Linked DNA regions of Mus musculus: regions 2 and 3 are each linked to region 1. The links are chromatin contacts, called in public promoter capture Hi-C maps. All regions are on one chromosome and are shown on one strand. Each heading gives the region's core, a stretch centred on a gene start, on an enhancer-like site or on the middle of the called end of the contact. The rest is flanking DNA. Distances are from core to core; before and after follow the strand shown. Region 1 holds the start of Npr2 (natriuretic peptide receptor 2). Region 2 holds the start of Fbxo10 (F-box protein 10). Region 3 overlaps Zbtb5 (zinc finger and BTB domain containing 5).

The links. Promoter capture Hi-C pulls out the DNA fragments that hold promoters and counts their contacts.
Region 2: a contact with region 1 is called in a promoter capture Hi-C map of liver, with 2.7 times the contacts expected there. The contact joins the promoter of Fbxo10 here to the promoter of Npr2 in region 1. A contact is called at or near these places in 2 of 39 promoter capture datasets (both in liver).
Region 3: a promoter capture Hi-C map of liver shows a contact between it and region 1, with 4 times the contacts expected there. The contact joins the enhancer-like site here to the promoter of Npr2 in region 1. A contact is called at or near these places in 6 of 39 promoter capture datasets (3T3-L1-derived adipocytes, hippocampal neurons, liver and 2 more).

The regions. Positions count from the first base shown.
Region 1 is chr4:43,630,614-43,633,301 of GRCm38.p6, reverse strand. It overlaps Npr2 (natriuretic peptide receptor 2), which reads right to left and starts at 1,367. Exons shown (of 22, transcript NM_173788.4): 1 at 451-1,367. The coding sequence starts at 1,117.
Region 2 is chr4:45,083,253-45,085,940 of GRCm38.p6, reverse strand. Fbxo10 (F-box protein 10) reads left to right here and starts at 1,337. Exons shown (of 11, transcript NM_001024142.1): 1 at 1,337-1,451.
Region 3 is chr4:45,004,351-45,007,038 of GRCm38.p6, reverse strand. All of the region lies in intron 1 of Zbtb5 (zinc finger and BTB domain containing 5), which reads left to right. Among named protein-coding and RNA genes, the nearest start is that of Zbtb5, 6.7 kb to the left of the region's middle. Within about 2 kb of position 1,343, at least 20 of the 459 cell types and tissues checked have an H3K27ac peak or open chromatin away from gene starts, as enhancers often do. A contact at or near this core is called in 3T3-L1-derived adipocytes and liver, where this site is marked.

The sequences.
Region 1 (2,688 bases), core at 118-2,617:
CCCCTCCTTCCCCCAAAGCTGTGTTTGCTAGACTTCACAGCCCCCACGTCCCCTCCTGCCTACCTCTCCCTAGGCTCACAAGCACTTGTGCTCACAATTTTTGTGTGAGCCTTACCTGCTTTCCCAATCAAACCTGAACCCATAGAGTCATCTCTATGCTACCAAGAGGCTTTGTGTTCCAATCTAAGGGGTCTCTGCTCACAGACAGGTGCACATTTCAGATCAGACATCACCCACATCCACTACTCAAACCCCAGCCCCAGGCTCAGCCTTGCTGACCTCTGACTGATGCCAGGTTCTCTCAGGAGCTCTGTCCTCAAAAGTTCCTCCATCCCAACCATCACATAGAACTCTCCCCTTCCTATCTCTGCCTATTTCTCTGTGTTGCACTGCTCCAGGGACATAGCGGCCCACCTCCCCTGTTTCTAAAACAGCCCGGGCCACACTTACTGCGCCCGTTGGCTCTGATGAAGTGGGTGGCTTGCTCAGGGCCACCTGGCTCTCGGGCATACACCTGGTGCTGCACACTGAGGTTGCTGCCCTGCAGGGCCTCAAAGACGCCCTCGATGGTGAAGTAGTGGGGCCGGTCATCTGTGCGAGCATCCAGATACAGCAAAGCAGCCCGAGCTGTCCAATTGAAGTGCCCGTGCAATGTCACTACAAACTCACCCAGCTTGGGCGCAGAGGGGCCAGTGCGAACCAGGGTACGATAATGCTCATTCTTAGCTGCAAAGCCAGAGGCCACTGCCCCCGCAGTCAGGAGGGGAAGGCGCCAGTGTGAGGCAAAGCGAGCCACAGAGGCAGCGGGGTACACACAACCGGGGCCCAACAGAAGGTCGGGGTCATGGTACAGCTTGAGGTCCACAGCGCGCAGTGGTGCCAGGTACTCAGAGCAGGCGCCGTCTAGTTCGGAGCTGACAAACCGCAGGTCCACGGGCAGTGCCCGGCCCAGTGCCTCCACAGCCAGTGCCACAGCAGGACCCACCCGTGGCCAGGCCCAGGCATAGCTCAGGTTGTGTTCTGGCAGCACCACCGCCAGCGTCAGGTTCCGTGCCCCCGGAGGACGCACCCCACCTGCCAGGGCTGCCACCACCAGCAGCAGGGATGGCAGTGCCATGGGGATAGAGCAGCTGACCCACGGTCCCCCGAACCAGGGGCCGCTCTGGCCTACTGGGCAGGCACAAGCGCCACCCAGCCTGGAGCCTGGGGAAGAGGGCCAGGAAGAGAAGTGGGGGCAAGCTTAGTCGGCCCGGATACAGAAAGTGCTGGGGACCACGCAAGAAGAGGATGGGGGGAAACCTGGGTCGGGAAGGAGTGGGCTACCAGCCCACAGCCAGGTCCAGGGACTAAGGATAGGGTGGCAGAAGGAAGAAGAGACCAAGGGGGCCTGCGACCGGGATGAGGACAGTGAGAGGTGAAGTAGCCTGACAATTCCAAGCCGAGAAGGGAGGAATCTGAGCCTGGGATGGGGTAGGGACTTGGGGGAGGCTGGCACAAAGAAACGGCCCGGGGACACCTCACAGCTGATCGGGCCGGGAGAGCAAAGAGCTGCGAGAAGCCAGAGCCCCGGGCTGAGGTGGGAGGGCGCCCGCCGCGGAAGGACTGGGACATGGGCAGGCAGGGAGCGAAGCGAGGCCTGGGCCAGAGGGGAGGGAAAGGCAGGGGTGACTCTCCCAGTGACGGCTTCTCCCGAAGCTCCTGCCTGGACTAACGGGCCCGGGCGCTGGTCCCATCCGGAGCTGCGGCGGCCCCGCCCGTGTCCCCCGCTCCTCTCCGCTCCGCTTCTCCCGGGCCCGGCGGCCTGCGCTGCCCGCCGCTGCCTCCCGCCCCCCGCCTGGGCCCCCGCGCGCGCCGCTCGCTCGTCCAGGTCAGGTCGCCTCGGCCCGGCGCGTCTCCGCTCGCTGCGCCCGCGGCGGCGGCCGAGTGTGACTTCCCCGGCAGGCCGCCCGACCCCGCCCCTCCCCCTCCCCTCCCCGCCCGGCCCCACCCTCCGGCTGCTGCTGCCACCCCCACCCCTGCCTGGCGCCCAGGGACCTCCCAGTCCCCAAACCACCCGGTGAGCGCCCCAGGGGCTCAGCACCCCGGGCCTCTAGGCCAGCGAGGTTCATGGGCGTCCCCATACTGTAAGGGCCTTCCTCTGCTTCCCCCAAGCCCCTTGTGCACAGGACTGCTCCCATCTCACTCATGCCTGCCTTCTTCCCTTGACACCCCACTTTTCTTAGAGTCCATTCACTCAATCAGATTTCCGCAGATGCTCCAGTCTCCAGGAAACTGTCAGAAATCCCCAATCACTGGGTATCCATTTATTCCTGGGTAGGGAAAACTCTACCCATCTCCTCAACGCCAGAGTGCTTTTCCTCAGGCAGGAGGAAGTCAGACCCTCATGGCACCAAAGGACTCCATTCTTCTCGGATCTTTATGGAGTCCACGAGTCCTCCTCTTCCTGGGGACTCAACTCTCCACTCTGTTTCTGTCTCCACGGTCGTTCTGCTCTTATGCCTATTGGATCCATCAGCCATCTGTTCCCAGGGCCTTGTCCTTTTGTCTTCCTGAGCCACACTTGGTGGGAGCTTATGGACTGACTAAGCCTAACAGGCCTCAGCAATTAAAGTTCATTGTACCCCCACCTAGGGATCCACCTCACTCCTAAAATTCCAGGCTAGAAAGTTCATCCAGGTACCCCTTATC
Region 2 (2,688 bases), core at 88-2,587, 1.5 Mb before region 1:
TAATTGGGTATTGAAATTCATATTCAGCCTGCTGGTTTCATACAATGGGCCACTTTTCAAAGGATTAGACGTGCGATCGGTTTGCCAAACGTAAGCGACGTCTAAGCATGGCCTTTCCACTACATCTGTGTGCTTGCTGAACAGCTCTCGGTCAGCATTCAATTGTTGGGTTTGGGTCTAGGTGTTTTGTTTGGGGTTTAAACAAATGAATCGTTGAAGGCTGGGATGTAGGGGGGTACAGGGGGTACAGGGGGGTAGCACTTGCTCAGCATGTGCAAGACCCTGAATTTGCCTTAACCACTGCATAAAACAACACCCCCCCCAAATTTGACTTTACTGCAAAACTGTCTCAGATCCGTGTGTGTGCCCCCATATCCACTTCCAGTACTTCAGGCCAGTCTCTACTTCTCTTGTCTTCTCAGCACAGAGTATCGAACACCTGCATTCTCCCCCTTCAATGGCTTCCTTTATCATGGCTTATGAAATACTGATGACCTCTAATACCCTTTTATCTAAGACCTCGGGATGGTGGGATACAGGGTTGGAGAGACAGCTTACTAGTCAGGAGGTTTATTGCTCTTGCAAAGGATCCACTTGGTGGCTCACAACTGTCTATATTCAAGTTCCAAGGGCTCCGGCTCCCTCTTCTGGCTTCCAGGGCCCCCTGTGTGCACATAAATCAGGTGCATAAAATACGCATAAAAGTAAAAAAAATCTACAAAAAAAATATTTTTTCTTAGGAGTCGTCTTGTCTCCCTCAGCGCAGGAGCTTTCTCTGGCCTCTTTCACATAGCTACTCTCATGAGGTCATCACATTCCTCAAACCCTAGTTTTCAACCAAAGAGCTCTTTTCATGTACTTCATATAATTTTAAATACATATGGACTTAAACAGCTTTTCCGGTTTATCCTCTCCGCCACAGAGTGGATTTCAGAACAGGAGCCACCACCGCTTTGTTCTCTTGGGCCCATAACTAGTAGTTGGTGCAACAGGTACTACACACATCATTTGCGTTGTGCCAAACGTTTTCCACACAACCCACCCATGGCCCCAAGTCCTTCCTGACTTCTAGCTGGGCTCAGGGTGACTCCAGCTCCTATGTGCTCATATGCACGGAGCCCAGGGTGCTGTTAGGCTATAGTGGTGATGGGAAGGATCCGCCCGCTTCCAGGCCCCTAGGAGCCTCCGGCAGTTCCCGCCCACGATGCTGTTCCCACCCCTTCGGAGGCCACGCTCGCCCTCCATCGCCGAGCCCCGCTCGCCCCGCCCTCCTTCCAGTCTCACGGCCGCGCGCGCTCGCAGGCCAGCCCTACACCCGCGTCACGTGACAGCCACCGGGGGCGGGGCTCGCGGCGAAGTCGGACCCCGCTGTGGCCGAGCGCCGCAGTCCTCCGGCAGCCCTGCGGCTTCCAGGGCGTCGCGGCCGCGGCCGGGCAGCGCCGCTCCCTGAGGTAAGAGGCGCAGGAAGGAGGCTTCTCGGGAGCCCGCGGATGCTCCAGGCTCACCGGCCGCTCGGTCCCTCCGTGGGCCCAGCGTTTGGCTGGGGTGCGGGGACCGGGCCTGGGGGCACTGCGGGAGGTGGGGGGCCTCGGCTGCCGGAGCTCCGGGAGAGCTGTGCCCCCGTCCGCCCCCACCCCGGACCCACCCGCGGTCGCCTCCAGCCCCAGGGCTTTGCAAGTGTCTGAGAGAATGAATGCGATTTTGCGGTTTGCTAGCCTTCACCTGGGATGCAGGAGAGAGCGTGCAGTCGCGCACCCAGTGGGTCTGGTTTTAACAAGTCGCGGAGACTCGGTTTCCGCAAATCTTTGAAGGAAGAGGGGACGACCCCCTGCCCGGCCTCCCTCCTGCACTGATGGCAGAGCCGTTTGGAGAGCCAGAACTCCGGAGTTGGTGTTAGTTCCATCCACCACCCACTAGCCAGGCAACCTTGAGCCACGTCGGTGGTGCTTCTGTTAAAAGTAGAGATGATGTAAATGAGCTAAATACCTAATAAAAAATGGAAAAAAAAAATAAATAAATAAAAGTAGAGATGAATTCTTCGGCCCGAGGTTGCTGTGAGGATTAAGCAGGAAACGTTGAGGACTCCTTAGAGAGCACTCTCCGTGTGAGCATTGTTAAAATAGCAATCTAGGAGTCCATGATAGACGTCTTTCTCGCAGTAAGCACACCGTCCTCTGTGAATGTGATTCTGAAAAATGTGTCGTTTTGGCTGAGGAGCCCTCTCCCCTTTCCCAGGCCCCCTTTGCCTTCTGTTTCATATTGGCATGTGAACCTGTTGTTCCTACCGAATGAGTCAGGCAGGATGGGAACGCTAATTTACTTGAGCAGATGGGTATCAGATTCCCTCTGAGGGGAAAGAAAACTGTCAGGCATGTGCTATCACAAAAAAAAAAAAAAAAAAAAAAAAAATACAGTAGGGTGATTGACTGTCTACTGGAAGATGCCTAGGAGCCCATGGAATCCAGCCGTCTCCTGCACACAGAGAAGCTAGACCAAGAACGAGGCCAGGACTTTGATTTTGCTCAGCCATCAACACTGTTGGCCTTGGGTAGTAGAAAGAATGCTTGAGCTTGCCTATGTTCTAACTCAACTGTTCGTTTATTCTGGCAACAAGATCCAGACAATGGTGTCTGCCCCCATGGAGCTGTTTGCATAGCTAGCTATGTTAGTTATATAAAAGTCTGTATG
Region 3 (2,688 bases), core at 94-2,593, 1.4 Mb before region 1:
CTGTGCCATGCCTGCCTGGATACTGCCATGCTCCCACCTTGATGATAATGGACTGAACCTCTGAACCCGTAAGCCAGCCCCAATTAAATGTTTTTTATAAGACTTGCCTTGGTCATGGTGTCTGTTCACAGCAGTAAAACCCTAAGACAATATTTTAAGTGCATTAATGTTTTGCCTGCATATATGTCTGTGTGAAGGTGTGAAGTCCCCTGAAACTGGAGTTACAGGCAGTCATGAGCTGCCATGCTAGGATTTGATCTTGGGTCCTCTGGAAGGGCAGTCAATGCTCTTTAACTGCTGAGACATCTCTCTAGCCCTGAAACTAATTTTATTAAATTCTTTTGAAGATGAGTGGCATAAGTAAGCATATTATAGCTTAATTGATAATATTTATATTCGGGCTTACACCTTCAATTCCAGGACTCTGGATGCTGGGTCAGGAGACCCTGTCTCAAAACAAACAAAAATGACAGCTTTCTTTCCATCTTCTCTGGTGTTACACAAAATAATTCGGCTTATAACCACTGGCATTTTAGACTTAATAAAATGTGGTGCAATTAGAAGACCCATCCTCAGTTATTTCACTCTAATTGTAATGAGTGAGTTTTACAGATTTGCCTTTATGCTCTTGAGGAAGTTTGTTACTGAGAAGAACTGACTAGGAGTGAGGCTCTTCCTTATATAAATGGAAATTAACAAACTATTTGTTTTGCAAACTTTAATGAATGATTAAATGATGGTGTGCCTTTTGGAAATTATACATGATAATCTGTTACTTTTTATATTCAATAAGTGGGTTTACAAATCCTTTATAGTAAGCTTTTCAAATTAAAATGATTAGAGTGAATTGCTTCCTGTTTTGCCCCTGTATATGATATTGTTAACATGGTATAATTGATTTTTCAGTGCATCTTAATTATTCAGTCATGATTTTAAATTAGCTCAACATCATCTTTCTCTAAAATTGCAAGGCATTCACCTTTTGTTATCCCGTTTAATTTCTACTACAAGGAGGTCAAGGAAGAATGACAAGGAGATGAAGCCTGCTGTTTCTTCCTCCCAAAAAGACTAAACACACACACACACACACACACACACACACAAAACACATCTACTTCGACATACATTATATTCGTTATTGAATAGAAAGAAGGTCGAAAGCAGCTCAGCATGGTCAAATCCTGATCATTGTCAATTTTAAGTGGCTCATACTGCTTTAAAAGCAAACTCAGTATAAGAAATTAACTTTTTCTCTCCTATCTTTTCTACTGGTAAGAGACTATTACTAAAGATTCAGGGCAAAGGTCCTTTAGAAGTCCCAGTAGACCAGTCCCAGCTCGCCCAACCTGCCAACCAAGCAGAGCCTTGTCGAAGGGTGGGAAAGCAGCATTAATCAGGTGACCACATCGGGGAGGGCAGCCAGGCTCAGTAATCTCAGATATGTCTTGTATCAGCTGACAAGAACTTGAGATTTTGTAGGAAAGGGAAACAAGCAGAGACTGAAAGTTTGCTCAGCTGACAGAGCAGGTCACCTTGGTCAGGCCAGTGGTCTGGCTGGCCATTGTCCTTGTTCTGGTTCCTGGAAGTGGGTCTAGAACAGCAGCTGCCCTGTCAGCATGCACATCTGCTTCCCATAAGCTTTAGGAGAGCTAATCTCGGGGTGGTTTGTTCCCATTTGGGACTGGGAGACCTTTTCCAGCTAGGTTTAGCATGGATAGGATTAGTTCCATTTCTCTGTCCTAAAGACAATTTTTTTTTTCTATCTGTCATATTATTCCTAGAATCCAAGGTAACTGCAGAACAGAAACCTAGGAGGACAAAAGTTAGAGAAGGACAGAATGGAACCAGTTAAGCCTATTTGCCAGCTTTATAAATGTCCTTGCCCCCAGTGCTTAGACATTACTTTCTTTGTCAGAAAATGTCACCCAAACCCCCATTCAGAAATAATATTCTCGCAAGGGGAAGCGATACACACCTTTAATCCCAGCACTCGGGAACCAGGCAGGCAGATCTCTGAGTTCAAGGCCAGCCTAGTCTACAGAGTGAGCCGGGCCTAAGGAGGGAAGAAGTTGGATCCCCTGGAATTGGATATACAGGAGATTTATGGGCCACCATGTGGATGCTGGGAATCAAGTCCAGGTCCTGTAGAAGAGCAACAAGTTCTGGTAATCACTGAGCAAGTTCCTCAGCCCTACTTCTTAATTAGACTTGTTTCTATTTTATATGTGTGGCTGTTTTGCTTATATGTATGTCTATGTACTACATGTATGAAGAGGCCAGGAAAGGGTGTTGGGCCCACTGGAACTTGAGAGTTAGACACTTTTGAGTCTGTGGCTGCTGGGAATGGAACCTTTATTCTTTTTTTGAGACAGGGTTTCTCTGTGTAGCCCTGGCTGTCCTGGAACTCACTTTGTAGATCAGGCTGGTCTTGAACTCAGAAATCCGCCTGCCTCTGCCTCCCAAGTGCTGGGATTAAAGGCGTGCGCCACCGCTTTTCAATCTCACACCTAGGTCACTCTTTGCCGCTAAATGTTGGAAGGTAGCATGCTCGTATCTGTTTCTACAAATTCATACCATTGTCCATGTTGTGAGAAACTGGAGATCACCTTTGTGTTTTCCAGTTTTACCTGTTACACATACGCCTCCCACTTTGTAAAGCACCCAGTTATATGTCTCATTCTTACTACT